Linked DNA regions of Macaca mulatta: region 2 is linked to region 1. Evidence: chromatin contacts called from public Hi-C data. All regions are on one chromosome and are shown on one strand. Each heading gives the region's core, a stretch centred on a gene start, on an enhancer-like site or on the middle of the called end of the contact. The rest is flanking DNA. Distances are from core to core; before and after follow the strand shown.

Region 1 (4,407 bases), core at 904-3,403:
CCTGGGCAACAGGGCGAGACTCCATCTCAAAAAAAAAAAAAAAAAGAAAAAGAAAAAGAGAAGCCACCAAATGCACGATGGAGCTGCTGGGGATGACAGCACTGCACCAGAAGCAGAGGCCCCCGACTTCCCAAAGGGAAGACAAAGGAACAGCTTTTCTGTGTTCCTTCATATTTGTGTTGTAGGTACCTCAGCTCCTTAATGAAACTTAAATATTAGGAGAAGAGCAAAATTAACTCAACAAATATTTAAAGCCAGGCCCTGCTGTGAGAAGAGAAATGAACTTTTCTTTGGAGACAAAAATCTCTGCTGTCGCAGGGTCTGTCCTCTGGCAATGATGAGCTTGGTACTGGATGTAACATCATAAAATTATCATGACCGCTGCTCTGGGGGAAGCTGCTGTCAAATGATTCAACTCTCCTCCCAAGCTTTAGATCTCTGTAGTTCCTTTCAGTCTCCTCTCCTTAGCTTCACACCCTATATTCTCAGAGCAGGGGACGCAGCACCTCAGAAAGCCACGTGGGTGCTCTCTGGGTCATGATGGCGTTAGCACCGTTAGAGAGAGACTTGGGTAACATTGGGGTGTCCAAGGTGCTGTGCTTCTGTTCATAATCCCTGGGACTCAATGGTTGTGTCTGGGCTTGAACTTGAAGCCCAGACCCTATGCAACCCTTCATGTGTCCTCCTGAAGAGGGTTGAGCTTTGGGGATTTTCAACATGCAGACAAAGGAAACGATTGCAGATCAATATTGCAGATGCTGTGGCAAAGTATCCATTTCTCCCCTTTCAACATCCAAAGGTCTTGCCTCCTGGCGGCTGCTTTCCTGTAGAGTTGAGGGAAGGACAAGAAGAGCTGTGTGCTGTGACAGTTGCTATGTGTCTGGGAGTTTCTGTGGTCAAAACTGGAGTTATGTGGTTTAAATGCTGGATCTAAGACTTTAGCCAGGGGATGAAAAGGCCGGGGGAGTGCCCTGAATTGCAGGATTGCTTTCTGACCCTGCAGCCCATGAGGCCCAAGGAATAATCAGCTGCTGCTGGACAAAGGGGAGCCAGCACCTCTTCAGGCAAGCGGGGAGTGGTCCATGAAGAAGCTGCATGTGGCCGGGCGCAGTGGCTCACTCCTGTAATCTCAGCACTTTGGGAGGCCGAGGTGGGCAGATCACTTGAGGTCAGGAGTTCTAGACCAGCCTGGCCAATGGGGTGAAACCCCGTCTTTACTAAAACTACAAAAATTAGCCGGCCGTGATGGCGCACACCTGTAATCCCAGCTACTCGAGAGGCTGAGGCAGGAAAATCACTTGAACCCGGGAAGTGGAGGTTGCAGTGAACTGAGATCGCGCCACTGTACTCCAGCCTGGGTGGCAGAGGGAGACTCCGTCTCAAAAAAAAAAAGAAAAAAAAAAAAAAAAAAGAAGCTGCATGCACAGGAGTGTTCATTCTCAGAACAGAGTCTGTAGAGTCGGGTGACAGCAGTGCAGTCAGAGAGGCGAGCAGAGGGAGAACATGAGAGTGCCTATTTGTGTGTTTCATGTCACATCATTGTGAAATTTTAATTTTTGGATCTATTTTTAGGGCATGTGACATATAATACAGCAGCCCATGTGACACACACACACACACACATGCAGCAACTATAGAGGTGCACTGCTCGGATCTCCCTTTAAGAAGGAGCTTGCTGGCCGGGCGCGGTGGCTCAAGCCTATAATCCCAGCACTTTGGGAGGCCGAGACGGGCGGATCACGAGGTCAGGAGATCGAGACCATCCTGGCTAACATGGTGAAACCCCATCTCTACTAAAAAAAAAAAAACAAAAAACTAGCTGGGCGAGGTGGCAGGCGCCTGTAGTCCCAGCTACTCGGGAGGCTGAGGCAGGAGAATGGTGTAAACCCAGGAGGCGGAGCTTGCAGTGAGCTGAGATCCAGCCACTACGCTCCAGCCTGGGCGACAGAGCGAGACTCCGTCTCAAAAAAAAAAAAAAAAAAAAAGAAGGAGCTTGCTTAGGCAGGGAGTGAGGTTACCTGGCAGCCTCCGGTCATTCAGTGTGCCTCAGGTTCCCCCTCAGCTTCTGAGCAGAGGCAGCCCCGCCCACACGAAGCACGGCAGGTGTCCTTGGGCCTGGCCATTTCTGCTCAGTGGGGGACTCCTCCAGTGGGCCGTCTTTGCTCTGGAGCCTGGTGGTGCTGGCAGTGGCTGTCAGATCTGCATGGCGATGGAGGCTCGCCCTGCCCACTCCTGTGCCTCTCTCTTCTATCTTTTATAGGAGTCACCTGCAATTAACCTCAGCTTCCTAACTGCATCTCAGTGTCTGCTTCCTGCAGGACTCAACTATCACTGTGCTCATTTTTTTTCCTGGTAGGGATGCACGATTAAAAATATTTGAAGATCCTGTTGCAGAGGGTACCGTGGGATGGTTTGAGAGGGAAGGGAGACTGCTGAGGAGAATTCCTGGCTCCTGCGGCCTCGTTGATCTTCTATTATGTACCCATGTAGTGAGGGAGGGACGCATTCACTCCTGCTTTCTAGGTGGAAAAACTGGGAGCCCACAGATTCTGCTAACTTGGCATGTTATAGGCTGGGAGGCAGTGAGTGTGCCTTGGGATTCAGGCTTGAAGAGTTTAGTGAACATAAGACTAGGCTAATCTGTTTCCAAAATGGAAATGATGATGATGATATTTTGTAGACCAGGGTCCTAAAAGGAGGTCAGCAGGCAGAGGAAAAGGCCTCTCTTTGTTTTTTCATTTCCTACTGGCAATAGCTCTTTGCATGAGTGGCTGGGCTGGGGTTGGGGGCGGCAGTGCCACTGCACAAACCCAGTCTGTTCTGTTTGCAAACGTGTCAGGGGCTGAGCAGAGAAGGACACTATTTCACAAAGCTTTCCTGTGGGGCAGAGAGAAAAGCTGCCTGGAGAGAAGCTCTTTGAAATAAGTGTCCTCCCCAGCTCAGCCCCTGAATTTCTTTTCCTTTACATAAAATCTCTGCTCTTCAGTCTCCTTTAAAGAAGTTCATATGAGGCCAGTTAAAGTGTCAATAGGGCCAGGCTTCTCTTCTCTCTAGCACTTCCCCAGGCCTGGCAATACAGACCCTTTATGTGATTTCAAAACCTTCTGTGCTTTCAGAGCCCTTGACCTCATCTGTCTCATCTCTGACAGTGACAAACCTCCTTCTCTGAAGAACCAGATGTCAGTGGAGCACCACTCCATGACCCCAGGACTCTGCTCTGTGTGGGTCTTCCCAGAAAACCATGTGAGCACTAATCCCTGATATCAGTCTGAGGCCCAAACACACTCCCCCGTCCAAGTTACCTTCCCAGCAACCATCCTCCTGTCTTCCTTGATGATACAGAAGCCAGATTTTGTTTGGGTGTCTGCATGTCCAGCCCTAGGATGAATCATGTTTAAATCAGCAAAGCCATTCTGTTCCCTTTGATAGTGACTGGTCTTTGGGATGGGCCTGTGATTCAGGTTTCACCTATGAGACATGAGGACAAGTCTCATGAGAGCTTCTGGGAAAGATTTTCCTTCAGGACAGAAGGGGAGAAGAGCTCAATTTCTGTGAATTCAGCTACCGCTCAAGTTCTAATGAATTCCCAAACTAGGTCAAGCCATATGAAATTGCTAATATTTGACTGTTTTTGACCTACAAAAATATGACAATTTCATATAGTCCACCCTACTACATGTCTTTCCCAGGGGAAATAGAATAAAGAGAGAAAAGCAATTAAAGACAATGTAAGAACAGTGGAGGGTCAAATGTAAGGACAAGTAGTGACCTAGAAGTAGAGAAATCAACAAATGGAACCAAAAAGGTATTCAGAGTTGGAAGAAATTTTCCTGGAAATGAAGGAAGTACTGTGTTTCAGCTTAAGAGAGCATACTATGTTGCTGGAAGTATTTAGAAAATTTGATGGACACTAAAACTACCTGGGTTCAGTCAATGAGCTTTAGGTCAGTTAATAAGCTTTATGTTAAAGAAAGAATTTTTCAAGTATTTGAGCAAAACAAGTAAGTAATATTTAGGAAGGATAAATAAGACTTTAGACATTCCACATCAATATTAAGAGCAAGAAAATAGTGGGGCCACATCTATAAAATTCTGAGGAAAACAATGTGCAACCAAGGCTTTTATACCCAGCTAAGTTGTCATGTAAGCATCATGATGCAACTTAAGTCAGGGGTCCCCAACCCCTGGGCCATGGACCGGTACCTGTCTTTGGCCTGTTAGGAACCAAGCTGCACAGCAGGAGGTGAGCAGTGAGTGAAGCTTTGTCTGTATTTACAGCTGCTCCCCATCACTCACATTGCCACCTGAGCTCCACCTCCTGGCAGATCAGCAGCAGCATTAGATTCTCATAGGAACACACACCCTATTGTGAACTGCGCATGCGAGGGATAGACGTTGCATGTTCCT
Region 2 (4,407 bases), core at 566-3,065, 740 kb after region 1:
GGTGCCGAGATCGCAGGTAGCAGGCCGCTTTGAGGTGCAGGGAGGAACATCCTTAGTAGTTAGGTATTTATTTTAATGGAGATGGGAAAAATATTACTTGCCCAAAGAACCCATAATTTCACAGATACAACTGCCTTCCTTTTAAAATAAAATTCTTTAAGAAAAAAAGTAAGCCAAATTCAAGCAACATAGTAAGTAGTAGAGTCCCGTCACTGGCGGGGGCTGGGGCCTACAGTGAGAGCATGAAAAGAAAGTCTCGAAGAGTCAAAGATGCTCAGAGTCAGAGACACTGAAGCTGGACCGGGTGTCCCGAAGCACAGCCCTCCAGCTGTGGGGCAGGCGGTGCTTCCCTTCCCTGAGCCCTGGCTAAGGTCGTTGGCTGGGCTTAAGACCAAGGATGTGTCCAAACATACACCCTACAAAAAAAATCAAACCTCACTCAGAAGCAAGGTGTTCGCCCAGTGAGACACACAGGAGGCTAAGTCCCTCAGGAACACACACACACAAGAATGACTTAAGGGCCAGGGCAGTGGCTCATGCCTGTTATCCCAGCACTTTGGGAGGCCGAGGTGGATGGATCGCTTGAGCCTGGGAGTTGGAGATCAGCCTGGGCAACATGGCAAAACCCTATCTCTACAAAAAAAAATACAAAACATTAGCCGGGTGTAGTGGCACAGGCCTATAATCCCAGTTACTTGGGAGGCTGAGGTGAGAGGATCGCCTGAGCCTGGGAGGTCGAGGCTGCAGTGAGCAGTGATTGCACCAGCCTAGGTGACAAAGTGAGACCCTGTCTCAAAAAAAAAAAAAAAAAAAAACAGAATGCCTTCTGGGGACTGTCTTTTTTTCTGTTTTATGAGCTTATGAGCAGGTAGACCTGAATGCAAGGGTTAAAAGTGTCTGTGATGTGTCGCATGTGCAGGTTAAGTCAAAATCCTCATCGTGGTTATCAAATAACCAAAGCTGGTCTCAGCTTCCCAGAGGATCAGACGCAGGGAGTTTGAAGGGACCGTCCTCGGGGCCTGGACTCTCTCCTGATCTTGTCACTTGCTTGCCAGTCCCCCAGGCAGCTCACAAGACCCCCAACCCCTCCACTCTACAGCCAACAGGCAAAGCCTGCCTGACCCCCCAGCCCCAGTCAGAGGGAACTTCCCGGACACGGGTTTCGAGAACCCGTCTAAAGATTGGGTAAGAAACGCTTTTGCAAGCCGGTGGTTTCCACTTTGCTGCTTTCTACAAATCTGAAGAAAGGTCAAATGGACCTGTCAGCTGGGAGATCAGCGAAAATCGCTTCCAATGACAGATGGCTGCGTGACATTCGCATACTAACCAGGAGTATAAGAATTCCACTCCCGGCGACTTCCTTATGAAAACAAGGCTTCTCTGCACTTGCAGCGACGAAGAATTGATGGTAAAAATTGGTTTCATTCTAGCAATACGTGACAGTCATTCACAGATACATGAATTAATCGGGGGTGGAGAGGAAGTCCCACTCATCTCAGGACAAGAAGTATTTCTAAGCAAATAAAAGCCACAGTGAGAAACCACTATGAAGGGCTGAAGGTTTTTAAAATTGAAAATACCAAGATGCTGGTGAGGATGCAGAGCTGCTGGGAAAGCAGGCTGGTACAGCGACTGTGAAACTGGCAGTCCCCCAAAAGTGAAATGCAGAGCTCCGGTTTGACTCAGCAGCCCCACTCCAAGGTGTACACCCGAGGGACATGAACGTATGCCTTCACACACAGATCTGTACATGAACGTTCACAGCAGCTTTGTTCATAGTGGCTGATATGGTCTGGCTGTGTCCCCGCCCAAATCTCATCTCGAATTGTAGTTCCCATAATTCCCATGTTGTGGGAGGGATCCAGTGGGAGATAATTGAATCGTAGGGGCCGTTTCCCCCATACTGTTCTCCTGGTAGTGAGTAAGTCTCACAAGATCTAATGGTCTGATCGGGGGTTTCCCCTTTCACTTGGCTGTCACTCCCTCTTGTCTGGTCCCATGTAAGACATGACTTTGCTTCTCCTTTGCCTTCCACCATGATTGTGAGGCCTCCCCAGCCATGTGAACTGTGAGTTCATTAAACCTTTTTTCTTTAAAAGTTACCCAGTCGGCCAGGCGCGGTGGCTCAAGCCTGTAATCCCAGCACTTTGGGAGGCCGAGGCGGGCGGATCACAAGGTCAGGAGATCGAGACCACAGTGAAACCCCGTCTCTACTAAAAATACAAAAAAAATAAGCCGGGCGCGGTGGCGGGCGCCTGTAGTCCCAGCTACTCAGGAGGCTGAGGCAGGAGAATGGCGGGAACCCGGGAGGCGGAGCTTGCAGTGAGCCGAGATCGCGCCACTGCACTCCAGCCTGGGCAACAGCGTGAGACTTCGTCTCAAAAAAAAAAAAATAAATAAATAAAAATAAAAAATAAAAGTTACCCAGTCTTGGGTATGACTTTATCAGCGGCGTGAAAACCGACTACTACAATTGCCGAAGGCTGGAACCACTCTACATGTCCCTCAATAAGTGAACGGCTGAAAATCATTGGTGTGTGCACCCCATGCAGTTCTGCTCAGCAGCGAAAGGAAATGAACTATTGCTACACACGACAACACGCATGCATCTAGAGACAGTGCTGAGTGAAAGAAGCCAGGCTCAGAGGGTTACAGGTTGTAGATGCCATTTAGAACATTCTGGAAAGGTAAAAATAGCTAGTGGCCAAGGGCTAAACATGGGGGCAAGGGACTTCCCTACAAAGTGGGAGGAAGGCAGCACAGGACACAGGCTGGGTGCAGTGGCTCACGCCTGTAATCCCAGCACTTTGGTAGGTTGAGGTGGGAGTAATGCTTGAAGCCAAAAGTTCAAGACCAGCCTGGGCGACACAGCCAGACCCCCATCTCTACAAAAAAAAATTAGCCAGGTGTGGTGGCACACATCTGTGGTCCCAGCTACTTGGAAGGCTAAGTCAGGAGGCTCTCTTGAGCCTGGGAGGTGCAATGAGTAGGCTGCAGTGAGTCAAGATTGAACCACTGCACTCCAGCCTGGGCAAGAGAGCGAAACCCTGTTTCAAAAAAAAAAAAAAATTATGGGAGCCCACTGTAAAACAAATAAACAAACAAAAAAGAGAAGGCACGAGGAAATCTTGGGGAATAATGAAATTGTTCTGTGTCTTGATTGTAGGGGTAATGACTCAATTCTATCCACGTGTCAAAATTCATGGAATTGTACACACACACAACTCTAATCTGTAAATGAAAAATATATATAAAATGCATACCAAAAGGACATGCATTCCTATAAAATTTTGCTTCGTTGATATGTAACATAAAACATAGTGATATAGTTTTGACCAATCGTGTCCTGAGAGTTGAAAGGCAATCCAGATGGTATAGGCTAAATGTTGTGTTGACCCAGAATTCCTATGTTGAAGCCCTGACCCCCAGTGTGGCTGTGTCTGGAGATGGGGCCTCTAAGAAAATAATTAAATGAGGCCCTGATCCGATAGCATCAGTGTCCTTATAAAAGACACCACAGAGCTCTTGCTGTCCCTCTCTCTTCCCCGCTCCACACCGAGGAAAGGCCGTGTGAGGACACAGAAGGCGGCCGTCTGCAAGCCAGGAAGAGACGCCTCACCAGAACCCAACCCTGCTGGTACCCTGGTCTCAGCCTTCCAGCCTCCAGAGCTGTGAGAAATATAAATGGTTTAAGCAACCTACTGATGGTACTTTTTCTTTTGGAGACAGTGTCTTGCTCTGTCTCGCAGGCTGGAGTGCACTGGCATAATCACAGCTCACTGCAGCCTCAACCTCTTGGCTTCTAGCAATCCTCCTACCTCAGCCTCCTGAGTAGTTGGGACCACAGGCGCCCACCACCATGCCTGGCTAATTTTTGTATGTTTTTGTAGAGATGAAGGTCTCACCATTTCACCCAGACTAGTCTTGAACTCCTGGCCTCAAGCAATCCTCCAGTCTTGGCCTCCCACAGGGCTGGGATTACAGGTGTGTGCCACCATTCCCGGCCTTGACGGTATTTTGTTATGGCAGTCCCAGACCTAAAAGAATTTACTCTTGATGGTCACAAGAAAAAAAAAAAAAGCATCAAATATACATATCATTTAGATAACACTTTAGGAGGGAAGAAGAAAGGAAATACAAGTTTAAGGGGAAAAGGGGCATAACATTTCTGATCATAAAAGAGCTTGTTCGTGTATTCCTTGAAATGTTTGGCAGTGAATATCCTCTCCTGTCCTAGTTCGATCCAGAGTACACTTAAATACTGATGAAATGGTCTCATATTCAAACATCAATGATGATGACAATCTGAGAAAATTCCATCCTTTGCAATGATCTACACTTAAAATGAAAACTTTTAGATGCCTCCAAGCTGTTCTCTTACCCGCTTCTCTTCTTTACCACTTATGT

Evidence for each region. Hi-C and Micro-C count contacts between places; a contact is called where the count stands out from the background.
Region 2: a Hi-C map of fetal cortical plate shows a contact between it and region 1, with 5 times the contacts expected there. The contact joins two enhancer-like sites. A contact is called at or near these places in 7 of 14 Hi-C or Micro-C datasets (CD4 T cells, blood, fetal cortex germinal zone and 4 more).

The regions. Positions count from the first base shown.
Region 1 is chr11:131,479,073-131,483,479 of T2T-MMU8v2.0, forward strand. No RefSeq gene overlaps it. Among named protein-coding and RNA genes, the nearest start is that of ZNF664, 70 kb to the left of the region's middle. Within about 2 kb of position 2,154, at least 3 of the 40 cell types and tissues checked have an H3K27ac peak or open chromatin away from gene starts, as enhancers often do.
Region 2 is chr11:132,218,761-132,223,167 of T2T-MMU8v2.0, forward strand. SCARB1 (scavenger receptor class B member 1) reads right to left here. Exons shown (of 15, transcript XM_077955825.1): 15 at 4,097-4,407. Among named protein-coding and RNA genes, the nearest start is that of SCARB1, 94 kb to the right of the region's middle. Within about 2 kb of position 1,816, at least 15 of the 40 cell types and tissues checked have an H3K27ac peak or open chromatin away from gene starts, as enhancers often do.